Linked DNA regions of Ovis aries: region 1 is linked to region 2. A link is a contact called in public Hi-C data. All regions are on one chromosome and are shown on one strand. Each heading gives the region's core, a stretch centred on a gene start, on an enhancer-like site or on the middle of the called end of the contact. The rest is flanking DNA. Distances are from core to core; before and after follow the strand shown. Region 1 has its middle 66 kb from the start of SLC1A4. Region 2 holds the start of CEP68 (centrosomal protein 68).

Evidence for each region. A called contact is a pair of places that touch in the nucleus more often than the background predicts.
Region 1: a Hi-C map of blood shows a contact between it and region 2, with 5 times the contacts expected there. The contact joins the enhancer-like site here to the promoter of CEP68 in region 2. A contact is called at or near these places in 12 of 16 Hi-C or Micro-C datasets (blood, hypothalamus, liver and 6 more).

The regions. Positions count from the first base shown.
Region 1 is chr3:43,397,802-43,404,285 of ARS-UI_Ramb_v3.0, reverse strand. No RefSeq gene overlaps it. Among named protein-coding and RNA genes, the nearest start is that of SLC1A4, 66 kb to the right of the region's middle. Within about 2 kb of position 4,150, at least 15 of the 54 cell types and tissues checked have an H3K27ac peak or open chromatin away from gene starts, as enhancers often do. A contact at or near this core is called in hypothalamus and liver, where this site is marked.
Region 2 is chr3:43,274,626-43,281,603 of ARS-UI_Ramb_v3.0, reverse strand. It overlaps CEP68 (centrosomal protein 68), which reads left to right and starts at 2,785. Exons shown (of 6, transcript XM_060412038.1): 1 at 2,785-2,905.

The sequences.
Region 1 (6,484 bases), core at 2,901-5,400, 120 kb before region 2:
GTGACCACATGGGGCACCCAGGTGGCGCAGTGATAAAGAACTTGCTTCCCAGTGCAGGAGATGCAAGAGATGCGGGTTCAATTCCTGGGTTGGGAAGACCGCCTGGAGGAGAAGATGACAACCCACCCCAGTATTCTTGCCTGGAAAATCCCACAGACAGAGGAGCCTTGTTGGCTACCAAGTGGGGTCAAAAAGAGTCGGACAGGACTGAGCACATATTCACCTCCCCTCATTAGCACACCCACCAGGGCAGCCTTCCTCTCCCCTGTGTGCCCAGTCCCTGTGGGCTTTTTTCTTTTTTTTAAGTGTTTAAAAATATTTATTTATTTGGCTGCTTCGGGCCTTTGTTGTGGCGTGCAGGATCGTGCAGGGACACGAGGACTCTTTAGTTCTGGTGTACCAGCTTAGCTGCCCCTCGGCACCTGGGATCTTTAAGGGGACTCTAACCCACATCCCCTGCATTGGCAGGTGGATTCTTAACCACTGGACCACCAGGAAAGTCTCCCTGTGAGCCTTAGGGCCCAGCCTGGATGCAAGAATCTTGGAGAGCCTGGAGACTCGCTTCCTCAGTCCCACCCTCTGAAGCATCACTGCTGAGATCTTGCCACTTCTTTCCTCACATCCCTCCCTTTCCTTTCTCCCTTCATCTCTAACTCCTTGCCACCTCAAGACCTCTCTCCCATCTTCCTTTTTTGGGACACATAACCTCATCAATGGGTTTAAATGTTTCAAAAGGAAGAAGTATATTAGCCCTGCTACAAAACTTGAGTATAGGGATTACCAGCAACATAGGAATTACATGATTTGAAAATCCTCTAACTACAAACTCCTAGAAATGCTGAGCTTTCAAGAACAAAAAGAAAAAATCCTTCAGGTACCAAGTCTAGAGCGAAGATTTTATCTTGCTCTGGGATACAAGAAGCATCCATGAGTAAAGAAACAGGTAAACCAGGGGATAAATCTAAAAATAATACTTTATAAAGCTAACTTAGGATATGCAAAAATGAGACAGGACTAAAACACTAGAAAATAGTCAGATATAAAATGGAAGTGTAATGATCTGGTTTAATGTTTCAGTGTCACTGAATTGTTTAGGAGGAGAATAAAGAAATTGATTCACTTTGTATTTTGTGGCATCAAAGAAGCATGTTCAAAATTTAGGGTATTCAGTAAAATGATAAAAATTGAGTGCATATCTTCCATGCAGGAAGGAGGTTAAACAAAGCCTGGATTTACAGCTGAAAGGAAGCTGGAGGGAAAATACAGAAACTAACATATATGTTAAGAGTCATAAAAAAATTCTGCCATATATATATGTACAGGAATTACCTCCCGGTGCAACAGTGACCGTTTATGGAGAGTGAGAGTTCAGGTGAATTTTATCTTCTTTTTTCCTCTTTGGATGGGCAGTCTCCAAAATGACCCCCAATGGCCTTCACCTGGTTCTCACACCTGGGCAATTCTCATGCTGCAACAGGGTTACTCTGTGACCAAAAGACCGCAGCAGAATGGATGGTCCAGCACATTGTGCTGAGGTTACAAACGTTTGCAATTTCCATCTTGGGCTCTCTCTTTTCTGTTCTCTCATTTGCTTTTGAGGGTAGCCTTGTCATGTGCAGCACTATGGAGAGGCCCACCGTGGCCTCTTGCCAACAGTCATGTGTGTGACTTTGGAAGCAAATCCTCCAGCCTCAGTCAGGCCCTCAGCCACCTCCCTAGAGTCCCTGCATCAGGACCACCCAGCTAGGCCGCATCTGGCAGCTGTGAGATGACACGTGCTTGTTGGTTTAAGCTGATTAGGTTTTGGAAATAATTATATATAGATAGATGGATATAGATAACTTATCTGTATGCAGCAATAGGTAAGTTGTACAATACTTTTGGTGCAAGTTTTAAACTGTACATAATGGACATATATTCCTTTTCAAGCAGAAAAGACGATTTTTTTTGAGTGAACAATCAATTAAATCATTCATTCCAGTGTGATAAAAGACAACCTGTTTAGTCATCTTGTCACCCAGGTGGTGCCTGGCACACTTGTACCAACTGAAACAGCCACATCACCTGTGCAAAGACACTGGCTACACCAGGGCATCTGAACAGGGCTATCCTTAATTTTGACTTGGCCAAGGACCCTGGCCTTGCAAAATATCCCATAAAAGGGGATGATTCTTTTTGTGTGATCCAGGTCTTATAAATATAACCAAAAGTCAGTTAATTTACTTGCAAAGTTGGATAACTTTTAAACTTGGTTAACTGATTCATAGTGAAGTGAAGTCACTCAGTCGTGTACGACTCTTTGCGACCCCACGGACTGTGGCCTACCAGGCTCCCCTCTCCATGGGATTTTCCAGGCAAGAATACTGGAGTGGGTTGCCATTTCCTTCTCCAGGAGATCTTCGTGACCCAGGGATTGAACCCAAGTCTCCCACATTGTAGGCAGACGCTTTACCGTCTGAGCCACCAAGGAAGATGTTGTGTAAAATAATAAATAACATTTGATTTCAGTATATTATTTATGTTGTTGTACCCACGGAGAAGTGTCTCAGGTTGGGACTATAGCAGTAGAAAGAATGCTGGACCAGCTCTGTGACTCTGGGGCAAGTCACTGAGTCTCTGGGCCTCCATTTCCTCACATGTAAGATGGTAATGTCGGAGTATATATATAAACATATATATTTTTTTCCCTATTTTTTTTTTTAAAGAAGTATAGTTGGTTTACAATGTTTAGTTTCAGGCATACAACCAAGTGATTCAGTTATACATACGTATGTCTCTCTTGTTCAGAATCCTTTCCCTTTTAGATTATTATAAGATATTGAGCATAGTTTGCTGTGCTATATAGAGTAGGTCTTTGTTGGTTGCCTGTTTTATATGTAGTAGTGGTATACTTTAATCCAAAAATCCTAATTGATCCCCTTTCCCCTTCGGTAGCCTTAAGCTGTTTTTTTCCTGTGAATCTATTTCTGTTTTGTCCTTAAGTTCATTTGTGCCACTTTTTAGGGCCCACATATAAGTGACAGCGTGTGACATTTGTCTTCACCTGGCTTACTTCACTTGGTATGATAATCTCTAAATCCATCCATGTTGCTGCAAATGACATTTCATTTTTTTGATCTAGTAATATTCCATTGTATGTGTGTGTACGTATATATCTTACATCTTCAAGGATTGGAGTATGTTAATCTCCCCCACTTCCCTGTGGCTAAGTGGTAAAGAGATGTGGGTTCAATCCCTGGGTCAGGAATGTCTGTTAGAGTAGGAAATGGCAACCCACTCCAGTATTCTTGTCTGGGAAATCCCATGGATAGGGGAGCCTGGCAGGCTACAGTCTGTGGGGTCACAAAAGAGTCATACATGACTTAGCGACTAAACAAAAACAATTAATCTCCCATGGCTCTAAACATCTGTTAATCAATAATACCAGGTTAACTGTGGAATTTTGGCTCTTCGATGACAAGCTATTTGAAGCCCCCTTCATGAAGGACCCTGCTCTGGCCAGTATGGAAGATGCTAGCCACAGAGGGACTATTTGAATTAGTTGAAATTAACAAAAACTTCAGTTTCTCACTTGCAGTGGCCATATTCCAAGAGCTTGATGATCACAGGTGGCTGCGGCCAGTGTGTTGGACCGTACAGAGCCAGACCTTCCTATGTTCTGCCGGGTCTTGCTCTGGGTCTTGCCTTTAGTGAGGTCCATGGCCCAGCATCAGCATTATCCGAGAGCCCTTAGAAATGCAGGATCTTGGGTGCTTACCCAGATCTGCTGAATCAGGGTGTGCATTGTAACAGGATCCCCAGGTGCTGCCTGCACAGGAGGTTGAGGAGCCAGACTATAAAGAGCGCTCCTCACCAGAATCTGAAAGAGCCTGAAAGGGCAGAGTGGTACTCAGCTGTGTGGCCTCGGTATGGACTCCGGGGACTCATCGCCAGACTCTCTTTTAGCAGCTGTGTGACCTTATCTACCGCCTAGGTAAATCTGAAGCTATAGCAAGATAAAGCAGTGATCAGTAAATGCTCTTTAAATGGGCATTTTGTTGTGTTTGGACTTGATAAGGTTTAAGGTCCCTGCCAACCCCACGCTCAACGCACAGACCGCGTGGCCGAGCGGTTTTCCCTTGCCGCCACAGGGTGGCGCTGTGCCACCAACGTCCTTTCGTCTCCAACCGGCTTCCTGCTGGCTCTGCTGCAAGAAGCCCGAACAGGGCCCTGAGACTTCCAGGTCTCTGCTTCGGATTACCAGGCACGCTCTGGCCGCCGGACACCGATCCAAGCATTCATCTGAAAGATAATGGGAAAACAGACCTCAGCTTTGTGCAGAGTTGGAATGCAAAAGCAAGGTTGGCGCAAAGAATTGAGTAAGGACTGTGCGAAAGTCGTGGCGGAAGCAAGGGGGCTCCTGTTGGAAGGCTAGAGGGAGGGACGCCTTCTGATTGTACAAGTCAGCTTCCGACTGACCCGGCTTCTCGGTCCACAGATGAACGCTCTGGCTCTTTGCCAGTCGTGTGTGTGTGTGTGTGTGTGTGTGTGTGTGTGTGAGAGAGAGAGAGAGAGAGAGAGAGAGAGAGAGAGAGCGAGCGAGCGAGCGAGAGAGGGAGGGATGAGGTGATCAGGAGTGGGCTGGTGGGCGATTTTTTTAAGGAGTCGTTTTCTAAACTTTCTCAAACTTTAGCCTACATCACCATCACCCAGAAGGCTTTTTAAAAGGCAGATGCTGGCCTCTACCTTAGAGGTCTGGGGTGGCCTGACAGTCTGCATTTCGAACAAGTTCCCAGGTGGCTGGGAGACTGCTGACCCAGAGACTGCCCTTTGAGAACCAGTCAGCCCTCAATCCCTGGGTCAGAAAGATCCTGTGGAGAAGGAAATAGCAACCCACTCCTCTATTCTTGCCTGAAGAATCCCACGGACAGAGGAGCCTGGGGGCTACAGTCCATAGGGTCACAAAGAATCTGACCCAGCTGAAGTGACTTAGCACTCAACTCAGGGACCCTAAAATCCTGAAAAGCTCACCTGCACCAAAGCATTTGAGCCCAGTTCTAGAGAAGGACTGTGACTTCAAAGGATATTAGTCCAAATCCCCACTGCCTCCCCCCGCACTCCCTCCTCCGTGGCCCCCACCTCATCCCATGATGAGGCCTCAGCTGTCGCAGTAACTTTTCAAAGTACCCTCAGGCTGTGGCAGGTACTGGCTAGTCAGAACCTGGTGTGGTCCAGGAGGCAGGCTGGGACCTGGGAGCCAGAATTCTTCACAGTTAATCGCCCCCCTCTCTCTTCTGCTACAGGCTTATAACTCATAATCCATGCTCTGTCCCAGAAGGATGATTCAGACTTTCAAAGCAAGCTTAGACCCACTTCAAGCACAAAACCTATGGAGACCACACTCCTTGCCTGGTGCCATCAAGGCAGGGTCACTTCCCCCTAGAAATAGGTGGAAATGTCAGGCGCCTGGATTTTGATGGAGGTGGTCGGATATCTCAGAGGAAGTGCAAAGAAATCCTTTGGGCCCCTGCAGTGGTTGATATAGGCTAACTGCAATTCTTGTCACTAGAGGAGGAATCATAGGAAAAAAGCCTGGGTCCCTCCTCTGAGTTCCTCAGCACCAGGGCCTCTGCAGAGGTTCATTCTCTTCCAGGAAGCCAGCCACTCTGAGTTCATTCTCTTTCTTCTTTTTTTTTTTTTTTTCCCCATTCTCTTTCAAGAGCTGGGCCAGCATTTCCCTGGAAGTCCAGTGGTTAAGAATCCTCCTGCCAGTTCAGGGAACGTGAGTTTGATCCCTGATCCAAGAGGATTCCACATGCTGTGGGGCAACTGGGCCTGTACAACCACAAGTACTGACGCCCGTGTGCCTTAGAGCCTGCACTCCACAGGAGAAGCCAGTGCAGTGAGAAGCCCGCACACCACAGCTTGAGAGTGGGCCTTGCTTGGTACAACTAGAGAGGGCCTGAATGCAGCAACACTCAGTGCTGCCAAAAATGTAGCCTTTCCCTTCTCCAGGTGATCTTCCCAACCTAGGGACCAAACCCAGGTCTCCTGCATTGCAGGCTGAGCCACAAGGGAAGCCCAAGAATACTGTACTGGGTAGCTACCCCTTCTCCAGAGGATCTTCTCAACCCAGGATCAAACTGAGGTCTCCTCCATTGCAGATGGATTCCCAACTAAGCCACCAGGGAAGCCCCAATTAAATAAATAATTTTTTAAAAAGACCTAGGCCAATCTATTTGGAGGCTTCCATGTGGGAGAGGAAGTGGAATTTTTAGACTACACCTCTTCTGATTTTCTGTCTGTGGAACCTTATCTTATTTGTTGTTTGTGTTTTTGTATCATTTTGGGATGAACCACTCTGTCTCTTGTGGGATGGGAAAATTCTACTTGCTTCATCTGGACTCACTTCCCTTTCAGGCTTTGCTTATTGCAAACCACTCTGGGTCCTTTCTCTTTCAAGAGCCAGACCACTATGGAAGCCTGTTTGTCCATAATAACTAAA
Region 2 (6,978 bases), core at 1,536-4,035:
GTGAGCCCCCCTACTCTGAGTCTTAGATTGAGGTTGGGCCCCTCTCCCACACTAGAAGCCAACTGATCCAGCACAAACCACGACAGAAACCAGAACTCTCCTTGCCTAATGGTAGTTAGAACACAGGAATATGACCTACAGTTAGACAAGTCAATGCTGCTGCTGCTGCTGCTAAGTGGCTTCAGTCGTGTCTGACTCTGTGTGACCCCATAGACAGCAGCCCACCAGGCTCCTCCGTCCATGGGATTTTCCAGGCAAGAGTACTGGAGTTGGGTGCCATTGCCTTCAGTCCTGCCCAAAACTTGAATCTTGAATGAATACCTAACATCACAGAAGAGTTGGAAAATACTTCACGGTGGCACTGAAAGTGCAGACATAAATCCTAACCAGAGCGGCTGGAGCAGTGTGGCTTGGGCTGAGAATCTTGCTCCCCAGTCTTACTGGATTTTTACCATTTCCAGACCTGGTCTCCCAGCTTTTCTGATATAAGAAATATAACCATATACATTTCTAGATTTATTTTGCTTAAGCTTAGAGGCACCATAGGTAAGAAACTCTCTCTCAGCCTCATTCTTTAAAATCCCAGACAGGGATTCAGGCCATTTCAGGTTGGGTCACACCTTTGTGGAGAAGAGGAAGGAGATTATAGTTGGCCTGCCCTGGGCTCCATGCCTTCTTGTTCTCTATCCTTCCTGCCTTGGGAGGTGAGAAATGTGATGCCCCTAAAGATTCATCTGATCCAAGGGATTTCAGACAATTCCTCAAAGGAAAGATCACTTCTCAGGCAAAAGCAAAAGATGCTCACAACACACAATTACAGGAAGTCATAGCTAAAAGGTGGCACAGTGGTAAAGAATACACCTGCCAGTGCAGGAGATATAGGAGATACATCCCTAGAAGGGGAAGATCCTCTGGAGAAGGAAATGGCAACCCACTCCAGGATGCTTGCCTGGAAAATCTGAGGACCCTGGCTGGTTACAGTCCATGGGGTTGCAAAGAGTCGGACACAACTGAGTGACTGAGCATGGATGTGAACATTGCTAAAAGGAACCTCAGGAGTCATCCATCCTACGCCCTCTTACAGACAAGGAAACCGTACAGGGTTGAAAATTATAAAGGCTAGGCACAAGGTACACACAGTGCTGCAGAGCTGAAAGGAGGAAGAGGGCGCATCAGGTTGAGGAGATCAAGGTGGGATTTGATCTGGGACCTGACATACAACAGGGGTACTGGGCTGTTTTGCCAACTTCAGAATTACTTTTGCGCTCATAGTCTGCTTATTTCAAACTCCACCTCCCATAACTTCCTTGGCTTTTTGAGAGCTTACTTATTTCCCCTTGATTTTGTTTTCAAATTCCCTTCACTTGTATTTGGTACCCTGATTCTATCCTCGACCTGGTTACCTGTTTGACTTGGTTCATTCTCTGTCCAGCTGGTTGTCTTGGCTAGGAAAGCCCCAAGTCTCAACCAGTGTGACTGGATGACAACCCGAGGTCTTCTGTGTATTCAGAGAAGACCAAGGGCCACAAACAAAAACATCTTCCAGTGTCAGGCTGGCTGTTACTTAACACAGAGGTGGTGCTTATGGGATTTAAATTTCTTGCCTAAAAAGCAAAAGCAAATAAAATCAATGTGTTGCCCAAGTAAAACCAAGAAACCATGTGGGCTAATTTCTTCTCTGTCAAAGTTTATGACTCTTGGATTAGACAGAACCCCCCGCTATCATTGCAGGTTCCGGAAGACCCAACAGGTTTTTATCTGGTAACCTCTCTGAGGCCAAAGAGCTTAATGGTAAAGAATGTGTGCTCTGGAATTCAGGTTGCCCACAGCGGGGGTTCAGACATTTACAGATCTGTTTGACGAACTGGTGAGAGACATTCAAGGTAAGCCAGATTGCTCAAGTGCTGCTGGGTAAACCTATCAGAACGCAGGACGGGCCTGACACAGATTACCAGGTGATCCCTTCCCCACTCCAGGCCGGTGGTAGTTCTTTTATATCCCAGGATTCGCTCAGCAGTACAAACTGTGCATTTAAGCTCCCAGGCCTCATGCTAGCTGGAGGAGAGGAGGAGGTGGCAGAAGAGGATGTGCATCGTGGCCTCCCACGAGCTGGATCCCACTTCCCCTCAAATTCCATCACCGATTTCCCATCGGAACGGGCTGCTCGGAGAGCCGCTAAGCAGCTCCTGGTTCATTTATTCACAAGCCTCCCATCCTTTCCGAGCCTGCCTAAGGTTCCACCTAAAGCTGTCCCCAACCATCAGGCCGGAGGGACCTCGCCATCTTCCGGCGCTAGAGCGCTGTGGCACCTGTTCAGGCCTCGGTCACACGCCTAATTGTTAAGATGCGAATGTAAACAGACGCACGAAGACTGGGTCCGCCTCTCTGGCAGAAGCGTGCCAGGAACACTGCCAGGCGCTTTGCCCAAAATGAATGGAAATGAACGGGTGCATGACTTGGGCTGCGGCCGACTACCTAAAACAGAGAGCCCGATGGCACCCACCGTTCCTCGCAGCCAGGGACTACGCGCCCTCTCACTACCCCTTTCATCCAGGACACTAGAACGTGAGCCGCCAGCGCGGAAGGCGAGGAAGGACGGCCGACCGAAGAAGCGCCGGCTTCCTATAGGCCAAGGTGGTACCAGGGGTGGGCTGTTCTTGCAGGAGCGGGTAGTGCATTGGTCGACCCTCCGGCCTGAGGGCTGGGATTGGTCGCGCCTCTCCGAAGGCGCCCTGGCGCGGAGGCGGGGCAACGGAGGGCGTGACCGGCGGTCGGTCCCGCCCCAGGCGTTCAGGACTCCGGCGGGAGGGCCTCGGTGACCACCTGGGACTCCGTCTTCGGAGCTGCCGCATGCGACTGCTGACGCCGCCAGCTCGTTCGGGGAGTCCGAAGGGTTCCGGACGCGGTAGGTAGCGACCGGCTGGTGCACAGGCGCGGAGTTCGGGGGGCTGCGGCCCGGCCCCCTCGCCCTGCGGGGGCGGGCCGCGGGGCCTTGCGTCCCCTTCCTCTAAGGGCGCCGAGGCTTTAAGGGGCAGGGGGCGCCTCGTGCCTGAGCCTCCATTTTGCAGGCGGAACGGCGGATGAGGGTAGCGGCCGGGAGTCGGGGCGCGGAGGCGGGAGGCCGTCGTTGGAAAAGCCTGAGCGCGGCGAAATCTGGCCGCGGGAGCGAGCGTGTCCGGGCATCCTGTCCAAGCAGCTGCGCCGCGTTGCTGCCCGGGTTTCAGAGAACTCTCTCCTTTGCGGCCTCGCCTCGGGCGTGTCTTGTTTATTACCCTGCGCGCTCGCCCTGCCCAGGTGCTCCGGGAGTTAGGGGCTCGAGCTGCTCCTGGATCTGGGCTGCCTTAGAGACCCTCTCTCACCCGCTCAGGGTCATTCCGGCTATTAAGATGGAGACGAACGATGCCTTCTGGTCGCTTTGAATGCGGCGGCCCCCGCTGCCGAGGAGAAAATGCAATTCGTCTCACATGTTTTGCCTGGAAAGGCCACCCTTTCCAACTGTCATCACTAGAATGGTTCTCAGCCCAGGGGCACAAGTCCAAAACCTGTTTCAGGCCCTTTATAATTATTGGGTTGGGTTCGGTATATTGTTTGTAATGAAAATGAACGGAAACCAGCCAGTGCCACAGCAGATTTGGACCTCACTGGGAGTTTACTGGAGGGGGGTGGGGAGGGCGCACCCGAAGATAGTTGACATTCATAAAAACCCTTACGTTCCTAGACCTAGGATGTGAAGGTTGTTGTTAAAATGCATGATAGTGTTTTGGGTCAAGAAATCAACGGTACAAGGCTTGATTAAAAGAGGTTGAGGTAACAAAATTCTGTAAAGCAATTATCCTTCAATAAAAGGAAAAAAAAAAGGTAGAGGTCATCCCTTCTCATTATTGTTCCTTCCACCACCTGGGTCAGTCAGTTCTGGGTCTCCTGCTACAGAAAAGAGCAAATAACTCAGGTTTCACCTCTTCTGGAAAGCTTTTTAAAGGTCTTTCCCTACCCCTCAACTGATAATCACTCCTTACTCTGGTCTGCCTTTTGTAGCCTCTGTCTTTATACATCACACTTTATTGTGGTTTCCCCAGCCCCTAGGACAGCGCTTGGAGCACAGAAGACACTCAGTGGTTGCAGGAAGCCAAAAGAAAGCAAAAAATCAGTAGTGTAGCCAAAAGTCGACAAAACCCTTTAATTCCATTGACATGTTGGGCCAGTTATTCGTACAGGTGAGGAAAGCAATTGAGCTGTGTGGCTCTCAAGTCAAATCCCTTAGCTCAACCTTGTTACTACCTTTGGATAAGTTAAGGTAACTTCTTCGTGCCTCAGTTTCCTCAGTAAAATGGGAGTGACAGTAGTACCTACTTCATGATTTCTGAGGAATAAATAAAATATTGACATAAAGTGCTTGGCATAGTTCCGTGGCACAGGGAAAATGTTCCTTAGCTGTTAACACTTGTTAGGATAAAAATAAACATATTTGAGCAGATTCACTAATACTGAACATCTGTATAGTATTTAACCCTCAGGTTCTGTCTGCCTTTTGGTCCTTACCTGTTCCTTGATTTTAAAAACATTCCTTTAGCCATTCCAGATTTTTCCTCCCACTGTAAACGTATTTCCATGGAAGATTACCTGTTTATGCATTTAAAGTACCGTCACCCACTGGAGATTGATGGAGTGCCAAATAACAATTTGGCCAAGTATTGCAGTACTATTTGATGCACTCTTCATGTGGTCTGTTACTGAAAATGGTCATGTAAAAGCAGAGGAGAGGGAAGCTGATGTGGCTGACAAAAAAGTTGGTTCAGATGGAAGTGGACTTGAGATGTTGTCTCTCCTTTTAACTTAAATCTGTTTTCGTGAAAAAACTGCCTCCTGTCTTTAAAGTTCACAAACATTGTGAACACTGGAAGAAGTCTTCTGGTAGCTCTGAATCTATTTGCTAGACCGTGAGGTGGCAGATGCACCCTCTAGGGGGAGGTTGCCTCACTTCCAGGTTTTCTTGTACCACTTTCTGGTCACAGGAAACAGGTTAAGTAGTCTGTTTCCTGCCAGCTGTAGGTCCCCTTGGCATGTCAGTTTTTCTTAAATTACTCAGAATCTCCAAATCAAAGACCCTGTCTCCTCTCACTTGTAACTGTCACAGGAGAATTCTGGTCTCTGATTGTGCTTTTAGTGTAGCTATATGAATCTGGAATCCTTTTAAGGAAACACTGTTCTTTCTGAAGATGCCCTCCAGTTGTGACATCCTGTCATTAACCATTAAGAAACCTGCCACAAGGTGTGAGCTTTTCCTAGTGTCCTGTTGGAAGGACCTTAAGGACTGCTGCTGCTGCTGCTGCTGCTGCTAAGTCACTTTGGTCGTGTCTGACTCTATGCGACCCCGTGGACCACCAAGGCTCCTCCGTCCCTGGGATTCTCCAGGCAAGAACAGGAGTGGGTTGCCATTTCCTTCTCCAATACATGAAAGTGAAAAGTGAAAGTGAAGTCCCTCAGTTGTGTCCGACTCTTAGCGACTGCATGGACTGCAGCCTACCAGGCTTCTCTGTCCATGGGATTTTCCAGGCAAGAGTACTGGAGTGGGGTGCCATTGTCTTCTCCGGACCTTCAGGACAAGGACCATAAATTTCCTACTTTTGTCTGCCTTGCGTAAGGTGGGTACTTGATGAATGGTAGGAAAGCCATTGTATTTCCCTTTCAGGATGCTGAAACAGGCTTACTAACTTGGTGGTTCTGAAACATTACTCTGCCTACCAACCACCTGGAGAGCTTGCTAAGATGCAAATTGTGACCCCAGAGCTCTGGGCTGGTGCCTGAGAATCTGCATTCCCAGCAACCCTGAGGTGATGCAGGTGCTGCTTTTCTGTGGACAACACTTTGAGTAGAAAGATACTAACATAAGGATCTACATTTGATTTTTAGACGTACTGGTAAACAGGCTTTGTTTTTTTCTGGCATTTGATGAAATGTTGGATTTAGAGCTTTTTTAAAAAAAAATTCTGTTTTTAACACTTCCTCTATTTTGTTCCAAAAATTGTTTGAGTAACCTTTCCAAAATCATTTCAGTGTAACAAGATTTTTAATAAAAGTGATTGAGACAGATCAGGTGAAAAATACCAAAGGTGAATGCCTCTCTGGCCTCTGCATTTTACTTGCGTGAGACTACTGATTCGGTTCTGAGCTTCCAAGCAGCAAGAGCAAAGAGGAGAATTTTTTAAAAATGAGTTTTGCCAGTACCTGTATAAAGAAAAGAGTAAACTGGCTACTCAGTGAAATCGCAGTGTCTGTTACAGAGACCTGAGAATTCTCCAAAAAGAAATGTTCTTAATGGCACCTCCCGAATATCAGCAAGGTTCTTATCAGTCTTCACATCATGTGGCCTGATGGACTTACAGAAAACTGTCAGTACAGTAAAAGCAGTGGCCTGTGGAACTGCAGCGATGTGGTCCAGGGCCAGCTTCTTTAGACAGTAGAAATGATTTGTGTTATGGGGCAGATGTTTTTTTTGACCTTGCTCTTTGGTGGGAACAGAGTAGTGTTAGTTACTCATTGATGTCCAACTCTTTGCAAACCCCATGGACTATATCCACCAGGCTCCTCTGTCCATGGGATTCTCCTGGTAAGAATACTCTAGTGGGTCACCATTCCCTTCTCCACAGGATCTTCCTGACCCAGGGAACGAACCCAGGTCTCTGGCGTTGCAGGCAGATTCTTTACTGTTTGAGCTACAGGGAAGACCTAGGTGGGAACAGAGGGTCCACTTAATGGACATGTTCAGTCCCCATCATCCTCATACTCTGAGCTTCGTTGGTTGGCAATAATCTACTGCCAAGGAGGCCAGAGAGCTTGGGGTGGGGGGAGGGGTGGCTGGAAGCTCAGTTACGATCCTTGTAGATGTGGCAGTGCATCTCCTTAAAAGCCATCTGAAGACCTCTCGTGACAAGTTAAAAGATTGGCCTTGCTGTGAGGTTCTCTGTGGCCCCAGTCACA